2 separate regions of the Mus musculus genome follow, and region 2 is linked to region 1. A link is a contact called in public HiChIP or PLAC-seq data. All regions are on one chromosome and are shown on one strand. Each heading gives the region's core, a stretch centred on a gene start, on an enhancer-like site or on the middle of the called end of the contact. The rest is flanking DNA. Distances are from core to core; before and after follow the strand shown. Region 1 overlaps Relch (RAB11 binding and LisH domain, coiled-coil and HEAT repeat containing). Region 2 holds the start of Kdsr (3-ketodihydrosphingosine reductase).

What was found. HiChIP or PLAC-seq counts read pairs in DNA pulled down with a chosen protein or histone mark.
Region 2: an H3K27ac HiChIP or PLAC-seq map of embryonic stem cells shows a contact between it and region 1, with 4 times the contacts expected there. The contact joins the promoter of Kdsr here to the enhancer-like site in region 1. A contact is called at or near these places in 3 of 39 promoter capture datasets (hippocampal neurons, liver and pre-B cells), 6 of 115 datasets of contacts at active chromatin or transcription factors (astrocytes, bone marrow-derived macrophages, differentiating embryonic stem cells and 3 more) and 1 of 9 other capture datasets (liver).

Annotation. Positions count from the first base shown.
Region 1 is chr1:105,708,327-105,715,626 of GRCm38.p6, forward strand. It overlaps Relch (RAB11 binding and LisH domain, coiled-coil and HEAT repeat containing), which reads left to right. Exons shown (of 29, transcript NM_173187.4): 12 at 5,523-5,613. Among named protein-coding and RNA genes, the nearest start is that of Relch, 48 kb to the left of the region's middle. Within about 2 kb of position 4,740, at least 4 of the 459 cell types and tissues checked have an H3K27ac peak or open chromatin away from gene starts, as enhancers often do. A contact at or near this core is called in embryonic stem cells, where this site is marked.
Region 2 is chr1:106,755,278-106,762,577 of GRCm38.p6, forward strand. It overlaps Kdsr (3-ketodihydrosphingosine reductase), which reads right to left and starts at 4,465. Exons shown (of 10, transcript NM_027534.2): 1 at 4,267-4,465; 2 at 167-256. The coding sequence starts at 4,374.

The DNA of each region.
Region 1 (7,300 bases), core at 3,490-5,989:
CACCTGAGGTTTGGTGTGAGATGGAATCTCAGGGTAGTTTTGATTTACATTTCCTTAATGACTAAGGACTTTGAACGTGCCTTTAGGTGCCTTTCAGCCATTTGAGATTCCTCTGTTGTGAATTCTCTGTTTAGTTCTATATCTCATTTTTTTTGATTGAGTTTTTTGGTTTTTTGGAGTTTACCTTCTTGAGTTTTTATATATATATTGGATATTAGTCCTCTATCAGATGTAAGGTTAGTAAAGTTTTTTTTTTTTTTTCCCAATCTGTGGGTTGCCAATTATTCCTATTGACAGTATCTTTTGCCTTACAGAAGTTTTTCAGTTTCATGAGGTCCCATTTATCATTGTTGATCTTAGGGCGAGAGCTATTGGAGTTCTGTTCAGGAAATTAACCCCTGTGCCAATGAGTTCGAACCTCTTTCCCACTTTCTCTTCTTTTAGATTCAGTGTATCTGGTTTTATGTTAAGTGCCTTGATGCAGTTGGACTTGAGCTTTGTGTAAGGTGATAAATAAGGATCTATTTTCATTCTCCTACATACAGACTGCCAGTTAGACCAGCACCATTTATTAAATATGCAGGGTTTTTTCCACTGTATGGTTTTGGCAAAAAATCAGGTGTCAGAGTTCAAGTGTCCATAGGTGTATAGGTTTACTTCTGGGTCTTCGAATCCATAAACCAGAAAGGAACCCAAAGAAATCAAGTCTTAGAAAGAAAAGTTTAGAATAACAAAATAGCAGAAAGAGTAAAATATGCAAGTTTTTCAAATTTTAGTAAGACGCTGCAATAGATTTAATACTACTGAAAACTGAGCATATGTTGTGAATGATAAAATATCAGTAAACCACTGTGTTGCCTCTTGAAGGACTGAAGAGTTATTTGCTCAGACGTCTGTTTCTAACAATTTGTATGAACTCTTCAATAGTAGTTCATAATTTATAGTGGTGGACAGAGTGTAAATGTAGAGCTCCTCTTAATATGATTATGTAAAATATCTTGAAAGGCATGAGAGCCTTTCTAAATGGCATGAGTTTGTTTTATCAGCCGCTTGATAATCTTGATAGCCAAGTGGCACATTTACTGTTTCACTCAGTATAAGTTTACAGACGTTCATATAATAACCCAGCAACTCCTCTGGAAATGTCACTATAATTTAAACATTCCTATTCTAATCACTTTTCATGAACTTAGCCATTTATCTATCCATCCTTCTTTTACTCAACACACACACACAAATAGGTTATAACCTCTGAAAGTTGGTTTCAAGCAACTTCTTGGTGGTGAGATCCAGTTTCACTTTCATTATAAAAGGCTTTGAACTCTGAATTATGTACAGGTGAATAAAGGAACCATTATTCAGTGTATTGAATAAACAGGGAATCTCTGCAGTATTTTCATTCTTATTCCAGTGACCCCTGTCGAGTTTGTACACTTTAGTTACCTGAGGGTATCTAATTTATATTATCTTTTTGCTTTTCTTTTTCATGCTTGATTTCTCTTAGGAATTTCCATTTTTCCCACATAGATGAACATGCTATAACCATGGCTTCATTACAATTAGTCTTTATAAAAATAATACATGAATATTTGATAAACTGATTTATCCTTAAACTAGTTGCTGTGAGAGGAGTACAGTGTTTAGGCCACAATCAACAGATAAGAAAAAAAATAGAAATTTATTTTTTTCTAAAGCAGTGGTTCTCAACCTTCCTAATGCTGCATGTGAGTGACCCTTTAATACAGTTCCTCGTGTTGTGGTAATACCTGAACATGAAACAATTTTCGGTGCTACTTCATAACTTTAAATTTGCTACTGTTAAAATAAGTTATATTGTAAATATCTGACATATAAGATCCTTGTAAAAGGGTAGGTTGACCACAAAGGGGTCACAACCCACAGGTTGACAACCACTGATCTAAATGGTGATTTGATTGCTAGTCATACATAGAAAATGTATGCCCTAAAACAGAAGCTAAAAAAAAAAGCTCATATTTCCAATTGTAGGAGAAGACCTGCATTGTTCTTATAACAAAATTTGGCTCTTTGTCAGAATCTCACAAAATTCAGCATCTTTACCTTTCCTGATCTTCTCAAGATTATTGAGAACAGAAGCCATTTTGTTGTCAGAGTCCCTGAGGAAGAGCAGGAGCAAGTTCACTGGCTATAGTAGTTCTGAAACTTTATTGCCCATCACAAACATACTTGAGTGACATGACACTATGTAGGTTCCTCAGGATCACACCAGTTTCTGAGGGAATCAGATCTGTTCTTTCAACATCCACTAGGTGAAAACTCTGCAGAGTGGATGGGGCAGAACTTCTGGAACAAGTCCTTCCGGGAGCATTCATGCAGTCCGTAACAGATAGTGTAGACTTGCCATTGGACAGCACCCTGCACACAGGAACTTAAGTGTGTTGTCTACCTCAAGAAGTGAAATGTTGGAGCACTAAGGAAAGCTGCAAGGGTAGCCTGAAGAAAGCAGCCTGGCAGTAGAGAGAGAAGAACCAGAAGATAAAATAATGTGCTGGGATGTTTTTCTCTTGCAATCTTTACCTTAATAACAAAGGTTATTTTGCTTTTATTTTGTAAAACAGAGTTGTGCTTCCTAAGTATTTATCTAATTTTTACAGCTGCTTTTTTTAGAACGTCTTCTAATGATTCATTTATATAAAAGTCATAAACAAATGAGTCCTGAGACATAAAGCTGAGAAGTTAAAATAGAAAGTACTCTAAAGTAATGACCTCGCAGCCTAATATACCCTGAAATTTATACTATGTGTCTCTCATTCTCAAAGACTCTACCCAAGAGCAAAGTGGAGAGATGCATCCTCAGGATACAGCCAAAGTTAGGTGACATTGGCAGCCAGCACGCTCACTAAACAAGTAGGGATGAGGGAATTAGTTCACTGTGAAAATACTATTCAATTTCAATGTTTTCTAAGGACAATTTGGTGATAATATACAGGAAAGTGCATATCTCATTTTCTTCTTTAAAAAATGTGTCTTTCCCTGTCTTAGTAGCAGAGTAATAAATAAAATACCTTCTTTGAATTTGCATTCTAAGTTTTCGAGGCAAAACTTAAACATAACTGCTGCCACCTGGTGGCAGGAATAAAGTATCCCTGTCTACTGTGTTTTATCTTACAGAAAGACAACTTTTTATTTTTAAAAAGAATAAAAATCAATAATCAATATTATTATATAAATGAAAAGTGGATATAAATATTTGTTAGTATTTGTTTGATAGGTAACCACTTGCTATTTTTCTTTAGTTAATCTCAGACTTCTTTAACAGTATCCCAGTAAAACTTAATTTACACTCCATGATGGTTCTTTTTTCAGTTCTTTGATAATAACCATAAATAATATCAGATTTCTAACTAAATCATTTGATAATCAGTTTTATTTTTTACTGTATAGCCTACATCCAGGGCTATTAATAAGGTGTTGGGCATCTGACCTTTTCTATTTTGAACTGCTTTTCAGAGTTATCACTTTTTCCTATTGATGTTTAGATGTGTTTAGTATAGTGGTGGTGCATGATTTCAACCTCTATACATATATATCATGAAGAAATATTTTAAATGCTTAAAATTTGTGTGCCAATGAATATGACCACTGTCTGGAGGTGCATGTAGGTTAGCCAGAGGGCAACTTGGGTATTTTTCTTAGGCACCAATCCAGCATTTTAATTTTGTTGGCACTAATGATTGATCCCAGAGACTCACGAATGATAGTCAAATGCTCTACTACTAACCTACAGCTCTAGACCTGACCCTTAAAACAGTTCTTTGGGGGCCTAGAGGAGAACAGGCTGGGCTGACAGGCCAGAGAGCACATAGATCTGCCTGCCTCTACCTCCCCTGAACTGGGCTTACAAGTATACCTAGATTTTTCTGTGTTATTTATGAGAAAATTGAATAACTGTAATTATCTAACATTTATGGAATATATACATATGTATGTAGTTGGTACAAAAAATAATCAGTTATTCGAAATTTCTCATGAGGAAGCAGATGACAGGATTTCTTGTATTTCCTGTTATTCCCTTTAGTTTACCTGACTTCCTAAGGTGGGAGAATGGAAAAATCAAAAAGAAAAACTGGGAAATTAAAACAGAGGGTGATAAAGACATTATTAACTTGACCAATTGGGGAACAGCAATAAGAATACTTAGAATTGATTTTTTTTTTCTTGTTTATTTTTGAGTTCGGTTTGGTTGGAGTTTGTTTTAAAACATGGTCTTACCATGTAGCCCTTACTAGCCTGGAACTTATGCAGGTCAGACTGGCCTCCACTCATAATGATCTGCCTGACTCGCCAAGGATCACTTGGGGGTGGGAGATGTTCTTGAGGAAGGGGTGTTTGGGAGGAGCCAAAGAAATGACTCCCAAGTTGGGTGCAAGCTGACAACCCCATGTTCTACTCCTGCTGGCTCTCTAGACAGCTCATCCAGATAACTCAGCTCTCACAGACCAAAACCTAGTCTTTTATTGCATATCAATTCAATCATCCACTCTAGGTTCCTTTTGATTATCTCATAAGTCAGCATTTTATGACCTTAGCCCCTGGATTCTTAGAAAAGGACTTGTACATTTTAAAAAAAAAAAAAAAAAAAAAAAACAATGGCAGATGATTCAGAGATCTGCCTGCCTTTGTAAGCACAAACAGTAAGCTACTGGCTAAAATCACCGTTCCCACCACACCTGAGCCTAACCTTGCTCTGTTCCAGACTGACCTTGAACTCAGGAATGTGTCTGCTTTTGTAAGCACAAAGAATAAAGTGGTGGTTTCTTGCTCCGCAACCACCACTACCCAAATCTCTTTCTCTCCTTTTATATCTTTCTGATCTGCTAGCTCATAATGCTGCCACCTCTGACCTTTTAGGTCAGTGAGACCCCTCATATAATTCATATTGCATCTATATTTTGCATAATTGAGAAAACCTGTTTATATTTTCAAACTCATGGTTTTAGAGTTCTTTCCCAGTCTTAGGACTGTCCTGAAAGTCACAGCATTTGTTTTTGCTAAGAACATAGATACACTGTTTCTAATTATCATAGAGTCATTAACCTTGGGGGGGGGTATATTTCCCAAAGGAGGAAAATAAATTTATGCACATCATTTTACAAGAACAAGCCATACAGTACATACACAGCAACCATCAGAACATCAGCCCACACCCTGCTGGCTCTGCTCCGGGGGCAGGAACCATGTCACACTGTCACTTCCATGGCCACCTTTCCTTCAAAGTGCTAGTATTAAAGGTTGTGCCACCATTCCTGGCTATTTAACTCTTTTTTTAAGTTGTGGTCATGGTTTTATTTTATTTTATTTTATTTTATTTTATTTTTGGCTGTCCTGGAACTCACTTTGTAGACCAGGCTGGCCTTGAACTCTGAAATCCACCTGCCTCTGCCTCCCAAGTACTGGGATCAAAGGCGTGCGCCACCATGCCCGACATAGTTCTATTTTCTGATGCACATTCAAGGATTTTTTTTTTCCCTATTATTTTTCAGGCAAATGATACTGACAGGATGTGTGGCATTTGCACGTCATGTTGGACCAACACGTGTGGAGGCTGAACTTTTACCTCAGTGTTGGGAACAGGTAAGTTAACTGTTTTTGTTAGTATTTTGCTCTTATTTTTGAAGGTTTATAATTTCTAAATGCCATGAGAAAATCCATGGAATGTAAATTATGCTACCTTCCATAGCTCGGCACATGGTTTATTTGCACAAAAGAATACTCTGGAATACCCTGCTTCATTCATTCATTCTGCAGATATTTTAAAAACACTAATTCCAGTGCCGGTTACTAGTATAGTAATGAGAATAACAGTGTGAAGAAAGACAGAGGCATCCTAGTGAGGAGATGAGAGGAGACAAAGACATGATGTGCTTTCTTGTGTTGGTATGTGGGAAGAAAAGCTAAGTAGAAGAAAGTTGAACATGACAGAATGTGTTGTCCTCCACTTGTAAAGTCCACACAGTGTTTGGTGAGTTTAAGGAAGAGGTAGCAGTGTGTGCTCTCACACAAATGGAGGACATACACAGTTTGTATATTTAGGTTTATTTTAGATTCATGCAGTATGCAAAGTGTAGACCATTGATATAGCAGGTTTGTATATTTATAATAAAATTCTTTTTCTGGAGTAGTTTTACTTTTATAATGTATACTAATATTCCAGTCCTTCAAAGAACTCTGATTTTGTAGACATAATAAGTCATTAGCACCTTTAAAAAGTACTTTCTCATTATAGAGACAAGCTTATAAAGCCGAATTTACAATATTACAGTCTCTTATTCTTAAGAAAAATATTGGTCACAGGTAACACCAAAAGTTCTAGTCCTAATTTCTTTGGGCATTTATTACTAAAGTAGTAGAGCTATCAGGTTCAGTGTGTAAAGTGAACAATGTGGTAATACTTACCTTTGACAATGGCAGACAACATCTTTTTATTACAAAGCATGTAAATTTAGGGTGTATTTCTAGTTGTTTAAAGTCAAAATTAACTTCGATGCACCATGAAACCTTGAGTTGATAAATCTGTGCAATTATTCACGTGTGCATATAAATGTTTTATAGTTTTTCCATTTTCCCTTTATAACTTGCATTTATCAAACTGAGCATGGTGGTAAACCCATATAATCCCAGCACTTAGGAGATAGAGACAGGAGAAGTCAAGGCTAGACCCTGTCTCAAAAACCCTAAAAAAATTTTTTTAATTACACCAGTCATGGTGGTACATGTCTATAATCTCAGTACTAGTGAAGCTCACTATCAAAAGATGGTGTGAGTTCTAGGCCAACCAGTATTACAGTAGTGAATTGAAAGGAAGCCTGGGCTACTTTCTCAAAAGCATTCCAGAAGAGAGTTTTGTTAAATCCAGTGCCACCTAGAGTGTAATTACTAAATGGTTTTGGTGTGTTCATAGAGTATTTACATTCATTTCTGCATTCAGTTTGAAACTTGAAGCCTTTTATTACTCCCAACACAACTGTGCTCCTAGGTTTGCTGTAGCTATTGTAGGTCTCTTAAATCTCCATGTGAATTTTAAGATCTGCTTCTCATTTCTGCAAAGAAGCCAGCTGGAAGGTTGATTGGTTGGATGGGTTGGGTTGGTTGGTTGGTTGGTTGGTTTGTTTGTTGAGGCAGGTTTTCTCGGAGACCCTAGCTGTCCTGGAATTCACTCTGTAGACAAGGCTGGCCTCTTAACTCAGAGATCGCATTGCCTCTGCCTCCCCAAGTACTGAGATTAAAGGTATGTGTCACCACTGCCTGACTTTTAAATTTA
Region 2 (7,300 bases), core at 3,215-5,714, 1.0 Mb after region 1:
ACTTTGCTACACATACTGGAAAGAATGAAACTCTCCTGGGGCATGGGGACTCTGCCAAAGATGCCTATCATGTCATCATCAAGTTACAGAGAGAAATGACAGATAAGACCCGTCTCTTGGACTTCCCGCGTTAGTGAGTTTGTCATGAGGAGTCTAGAGCGCTTACCTCATTTCGTGCAACCAGAGTTATAAATGCTCCTTGTTTGTAGCACTCAATAGCAATGCACTTCCCAATGCCACTGGAGCCTCCTGTGACCTATGAAGAACATCAGGAAGACCATCTTAGACCATCTTAGCACTTGCCATATCTCCTCTGTACAGAGACTTCTTGAAATACTTGTGTTGGGAGTAGTAAGGGTGTAGCTCAGTGCAGGTACCTGCCTAGGATTCATGAGGCCCCAGGTTGGATCTCCAGTACTGCATAGGACTATGACATAATTCTGAGTTTTAAAAATTCCCCAGGAGCGTGTCTGCAGGGGATGAGGAGGTCAAGGTTGAAGTCGTTCAATCTCACGGACAGTTTCATGGTATTGGCTAGGACTACATGGGGCTCTGTCTCAGGAACAAAGCGTCTCCAAGAACCACAACCTCCTCATACCACATTTGTCACCTGGAATGCAGTGTAAGCATCAAAGATTATACTCTCAGCAGAGCCTCCTAGCCTCCAAGCCCCCCCCCCCCCCCCCCCCCCCGTGCTGAGCTATAAACTATTCATCTAAAATCGTTTCAGGTCACCAAAGGAAACGTGCCCTACAATTTTAGCTAAGAAATAATACATTAGTGCTGCTGACTACAAACACAAACGAATCTCATTTCCTTCCAGCACATCTATGTAAGTCTAAGTCTATGTAAAAACGTGAGAGAGAGAAAGAAAGAATATCCTTTCAACGTTGAAAACTACAAGGCTTCACAATACTGTATTTAAAGAGCTCCATCCAGGCCAGGCATAGTAGTGATGGCATACACCTTAATATTAGAACTCAGGAGGCAGAGGCAGGCTATCTGTCCGAATCCAAGCCATTCTGGCCCACACAGTAAATTCCAAGCCAGCATGGCTATACGGTAAGACCCTGTATCAAAAGCAAAACAAAAATCTCTCCTGTCAAAACCTAGCTCCTTTCCAGTCAGACATTTGGATTACTTTGAATATTTTGCTACTCTAAAGCCATGCAGAAAGAACATCTCCCACACTGTAATGTTCGTATTGCCATGAAACCCTCCAAGCATAGATGTGTCTCTCTGTGTTCTTGAGAATATGTCACTTCCCTGTAGTCTCACCTTGGATCTAATGGAGAGGTTTGCTTGGGAGATCATTAACCAAATGTCTGCTGAGGATGACTATAGAAGGATACACGTTGCCTTGGCTGAGTGTTATCTCCGTGGCTTCTGATATCAGGCTATCTTACGGGCTGTTCTGGTTTATGAACTTTTACTCCTCATAGTACTTGTCAGAGCCTCTAAAACATTTCCTCACATGCTTTATAATGCTGCCTTAAGCTGTTTATCTTCCCCGGATCACACATCCCCCCACACAGTTCCCCCACGCCCTATGGGAACCTTTCCTGAACACATCAGTCAGTCAGTCCTCCTGGCTGGTCACCATGTAGTCTGCACTCACTTTGGATATATCTTGGCTCCCTGGCTGAACTCATGGCTCCTATGGACCAATACCAAGCCAGCCTGTCTCACTCATCACAGACCATGCCAGGCCCCTGCACAAGCAGGCACTCAATAAATACTTTCCTCAGTTTGCAGAATGTTCTCCTATGTCATTTCCATGAAAACAAAAAACCAAAACAAAACAAAACGTCAAAGCTCACAAATAAAAGTCTCCCTATTTATTGTTCAGAAAGCTGATGGAGTTAGGAATGAGGTTACTGAGACATCTTTTATGCTCTGATGTATTATGTGAACAAAAGCCAGGGCGGGTTTCAGGAAAGCAAACAGTGTCACTTTCTCACATTGGGAGTGAGACCTGGTTTTCAGATCAAGGTGCATTCAAAGGGATCTAGCCAACGCAGCTAAGTCTTGAGTGGCATATAAGAATACAGTTAGGCTAATTCTGGAATATGTTCTTCTGGATGCTCTAAGAACTGGCGTGGGTTTTTCACAATGGCCGAGAAAACGTTAAATGTATACTATATCTAAACAGAGGGCCCCGAAGATAACCATTTACTTTCCCTTCCTTGACCACTCCTTGTTACTGATCACTACAAATACCATTTAAACGATACTGTCTCTTTAAGCGCAGCATACAGGCCCTACTAAGGGCACCAGCAACTTTCCTGCTGCTAGGAGCACTACTCTCAGTCATCCAGAAGGAGGGACACTGAACAATCATCTACTGGATGAGAAGACCAGCAAAGCTTTGCTGCTGTGATCAGACACCACAGCACCAGCGTATGTGAACTGCTCTAAAAACAAAGAGCTTGGCTCACTCTCCTGATCCCAGATCACAACTAAATCACATTTTACTCTTCAGATATTAAAAAAGGCAGATAGGGACACCATATGAATAAGCCATGCTATGTTGTTTATACCAGTAAACATACATACATGCATAGCGGTAATTATTTTTTATTGTATTAAAGCAGGATCCTGGGAGGGCTGGGAAGTGAGTGTTTTGGAGTGCATTATGTAAAGTTCCCAAAGAATCAATAAAAATATGTTGGGAAAAAGAATGCGTCTATTGAAACAGCCCTAACCTCCTCTGTGAAAGAGCCGGGGACTGGGGACACAAGAACAAGTACCAAGGGTAGTTGTGAGTACCTTGTAGTTGTCGAATTAGTTTTCATTCTGACTTTGGCTCTCCTCCCTTGCCCCACAGCTGAGCTATACAAGCACAAGTTGATTCAGCGTTGTGTATGTAGGTGCACCTGTGCAGAGGCTGGCAGTGTCTGGCATTTCAGTCACCCTGCACCTTAATTTTTGCGACAAGGCTTCTCCCTGAACCTGAAGATCATTCGTGCGTCTAGGCAAACTATCCAGTGAGCTCCAGGGATCCACAGGTTGTGGCCCCAGTGCTGAAGTTAGAGGCATAGGCCCAGTGAGCATGTGGGTGCTAGGGACCCTAACTCAGGGCATGATGCACGGCAAGCACTTTACCAACTGAGCCATTTCCTCAGCCGGCAAGTTCAACTGCTTTAGTCACGATTTTGTGGATGTAAAACTTTAGCAACTTGGCATGATTGTAAACTTTGGCTTTTTCTAATAACTCTTTCCACATCATGCATAGCAGCAGCTGGGAATAAATCAGTAATTTTACAAAAGACAAATTAATGGAAACACATGTTGTCATCCAGAAATTCTTGTTTGGGATAAATCATACTAAGATAACCACTCTATCCTGTAACAACGCAGTGGGGACTTACTTGGATGCACTCATGTAAGTCACCTAAGGGCACCAAGGAGATTCGTGCTGCCGGTTTGGATACTAGCTGTCCTTATTCGCAACTCCTCGCCTCACTGTGCCTCGGGTTTTGGGTCTATATAGGACACCGAGGAGAAATGCCAGAGTTGAGGCTCTGAGCTGTGGGGGCGGGGTGGAGGCATAGCCAAGCCTGCACATAGGAACGTGCGAGCTTCCGGACTTTAACAAACCAAACCACTCATATCTCCTTCCATCTTAAGCTTCTAATCAAGCTGGTTAGCTCTTCCTTCTGACGCCAGAAAGGACTGCACTTGAGCAGTACTCAGCAGACCCTGGCTGAGTTCAGAGACAAGCCTGCTGGCCAAACCTGCCAGGCCACCCCTCAGGTGTATCACTTCCTAGAAGCCTCTGGGGGCTCTTTGTCACTTGCACACGACACCCTACAGTCTCAGCTGCCTGGGCCAGCCCCAGAGGCCCAGACCCCCTCCTTGCTGTGGGCTCCTTAGGATTCCCTGGCTGTGGCTACTCCCATCCGGGTTTGCGCCCTTATCCTGCTAGTCACCGACTGCCGTGTCCTTGGCAAAGTTTCTCAGTCTCTCTGTTGACTCATTGGGGAAACTGAAGATCCAAACAGTGGCAGACAGGGATGCTCCGGGGATCAGCGAGCAGCAGAGCCCCTGAGTCCTGGAAACTAGGCTGGCGCCTTCTCCACGACACTGCCCTGTAGCCCGGCGCCTTGGAGGGCGGGTTCCTGAGGTCCGACAGGGCAGGGCAATGCCGGGGCTAAGGCAGTAGGTAACCCGCCCCACTCAACCGTTCCTTTCCGGGACCGTGGTCTCGTTGGCCCAAGCCGGCCAAGCAGTCCTGGGCAAGCTCAGCAACAGGAGGCCACTCACCACTACGTGCGCGCCGGGCAGCGCGAGGGGCTTGGGACTGATGAGCGGCGACACCATGTAGAGGAGCAGCACGAAGGCCACGAGGCCGGCAGCGGCCAACAGCAACATCTCTGCCGAGCGACTACTGGGAGATCACATGCACCAGCAGCCGGGAGTGTTTGGGTTTGCGAGCGAGGGCGGGACGGCGGCGAAGGGAAGAGGAGGAGCCTGGGCGGGGCGGTCTCCGCTGTCGGACTAGCTCCTGGGCCCGCGCCCCCTTCAGCTTCAGGCTGCGGCTGCGCAGGCTGTGCGTGCGTAGGCTCCGGGTACTTGGCCTCCCCGTTGGCCCGCCCGCCAACGTCGTGGGAGGCTTGCAAACGGTGGCTTTTGGATCCACGGATTTTGTTCTGTGCCTAAGTCCTGGTATTCTTCTTTGAAATCACAGATTCCAGTTCGTGTATTTATGGCTCACTCAGAAAATGGTCACCGCTCCCTTTCGCTTTGAGCGTTGACTTGGATTTCTGATAATTGAATTTCGCTGAAAACTGTACATACATCCTGTAACCAAAGCAGATGCAAACGCGGAGGCGCGGGGAGCCACCGTTGTAGAGATTTAATTCCAACATCTGGTCCACCGACTTAAAATAGTTTTAGTTTAGTGTCTAAACTATCGCCACAGTCTTTTGTCGCCCTACACAGCAACCCTATAGTCATTAACAGTCACAGTTCAGTTTCTCTCTCTCTCTCTCTGTATAGCCCTGGCTGTCCTGGAACTCACTTTGTAGACCAGGCTGGCCACGAACTCAGAAATCCACCTGCCTCTGCCTCCCGAGTGCTGGGATTAAACGCGTGCACCACAACGCCCAGCTCATTTTCTCTTAAATGGTGCAGTTATAGGCAATCACAAAGCTCTCTGGACTTGTCTATTCATACAAGTGGAGTTCTAATAATATGCCCTCTGCAGTGCCTAGCTTCTTTGACTTAGCATACTAAGATTCTTCCATACTGTACCTATCAGTATTTAATTTCTTTTTATTGTTGATAATATCCTAGTGTAGGCTAGATTATTTTTTCACTCATCACTTTTTGATCAAAACAATAACAAAAGAAAAAAAAAGCTACTGGATCCAAAAGGAAGGAAGGTCTTTTGCTAGAAAGCTTTAAGTCCTGTGCTAGATCCCTCTGGCCCCACAAGGTAGGTTGTCCTCTGACCTCTACTAGTATGTCTTGGCGTTCACCATCACACTCACTGAATACATTTTTGGTAAGGTCATGTATGGCCAGCCTCCTTTAAACAAAGCCATTCCTATTAAACCTCCCCAAAGCAAAGAAAGAACTTACTTTCTGGATTAGGATGATATAAAGCTAACATCTAGCCTTTGGCCAAAGCTCATTTGAGCAAAACAAACCTCCAACACTTGGAGGGTTCACTGGGTAGCCAGAGATTTTAAACTCTATTTCTCAATATAGCTGGCTATCCATATTGTATTATAATCGTAACAAAGAACAACCTGTGCTATTGTGTCACAGTAAGGTATTAAATCCCAAATCTATGTACTTTCACATATAAGCTTTTGAGTGTGCATGCTTTGGCTCTCTCATCGCTGGCCCTCAAGCCACTCTGCAACAGCATTTGAAGGGCTCTGCCAGACCATTTTCTTAAGTAGTAGCATAACTTTTCACTCAGCTAGGTCAACTCCAGACTTTCAAACCCTCTACTCCAAAACTCTTTTCCTCAGGATTATTAAAACCTTTCCATAGTGGGTTTTGTTTTTTTGGTAAATATTTTTCCTTTTTTTTTTTTTTATTTAAAGAAATGTAGTTGTGGTTACAAACAGCAAAAGGAATTAATCTTTTTCTTTTATTGATCTGTGCCCAGTGTTAGTTCATAGATGTGAGGGAACAATTCCCAGGACCTGTAAAACTAGGTGGAAGTTGAAGGGCTCCCAACCCCTCTGGTTGAAGGGAAGTTTGTTGGATGGACTCGTAGTGCTCCAGAAAAGCTGTCACACTCCTGATTATGTTTATCACAGGGAAGGAAACAGATCAGTACACCAAGAAACAGTGCCCAGGGCAGGTGGGAGGGCTCAAACACAAAGCTACTGTTGTAGCCTCCCATAGACTTGGTGTGCTGCTTTTAAAGCCCCTCTTGAAGTGTCATTCTTTGAGACGTGGAGTCCAAGGGGGATCTATGAGCCTAAAGTGGTATCATTCCGACAGGTCATGTGATGATGAACTGGACTGTATAGAGCTGGAATTTAGCATTGAGACCCAGTCTTTTGACTCTTTTTTTTTCTTTCTTTTTTCTTTTTTAATTGCTGTTCTTTTTCAGAGAGAAGCTCTCATGAGCTCTGGCAGGCCTGATAAATGGCAATGTGCTTAGTGTTGCAGCCAAGGAAACTCACCTGCATTCCATGTCCAGAATTTTGATTGTGATCTAAGTATATAGCCTTGACTGAAAGAAGTCAATATAGTGGGAGTCCTAAATAACTTTGCTCATCTTGCAGGCATCATCAGCCCCACCCTAAAGTCCTGTTTGGCCAGCCTCCCTTAAACAAAGATATCCCTATTAAGCCTCCCAAAAACAAAGAAAGAACTTACTTCTTGGATAAGAATGAATTCTGATAAGTAGATAACATCTAGCCTTTGGGCAAAGCTCACTTCAGTAAAACAAACCTCTAATACTTGAAGGGTCCACAGGGAAGCCAGAGGCTTTTAACGCTATTTCTCTATATTTGGCTATCTGTAGAGTAAATCTCACCAAAGAACACCTTGTGATATTGTGTCCCAGTAAGGTACTGTGGTGTACACATAAACCCCAGCACTTGAGAGGCGAAGAGGGGAGGATCAGTCATTAAGGTTATTCTCTGCTATACCTTAAGTCCAAGATAGCCTAGGCTACATGGTACCCTGTCTCAAAAAGTGTCAAAAGATACTGATCATTACCAAGTTCCTGCTATATCCAGTTGTAGGTCACCATGACCACATGACCAAAGTATCTGGCAGAATTATACCACTTTGGTCTTACACATTCCCATTAGTCTTTTGGGACTTA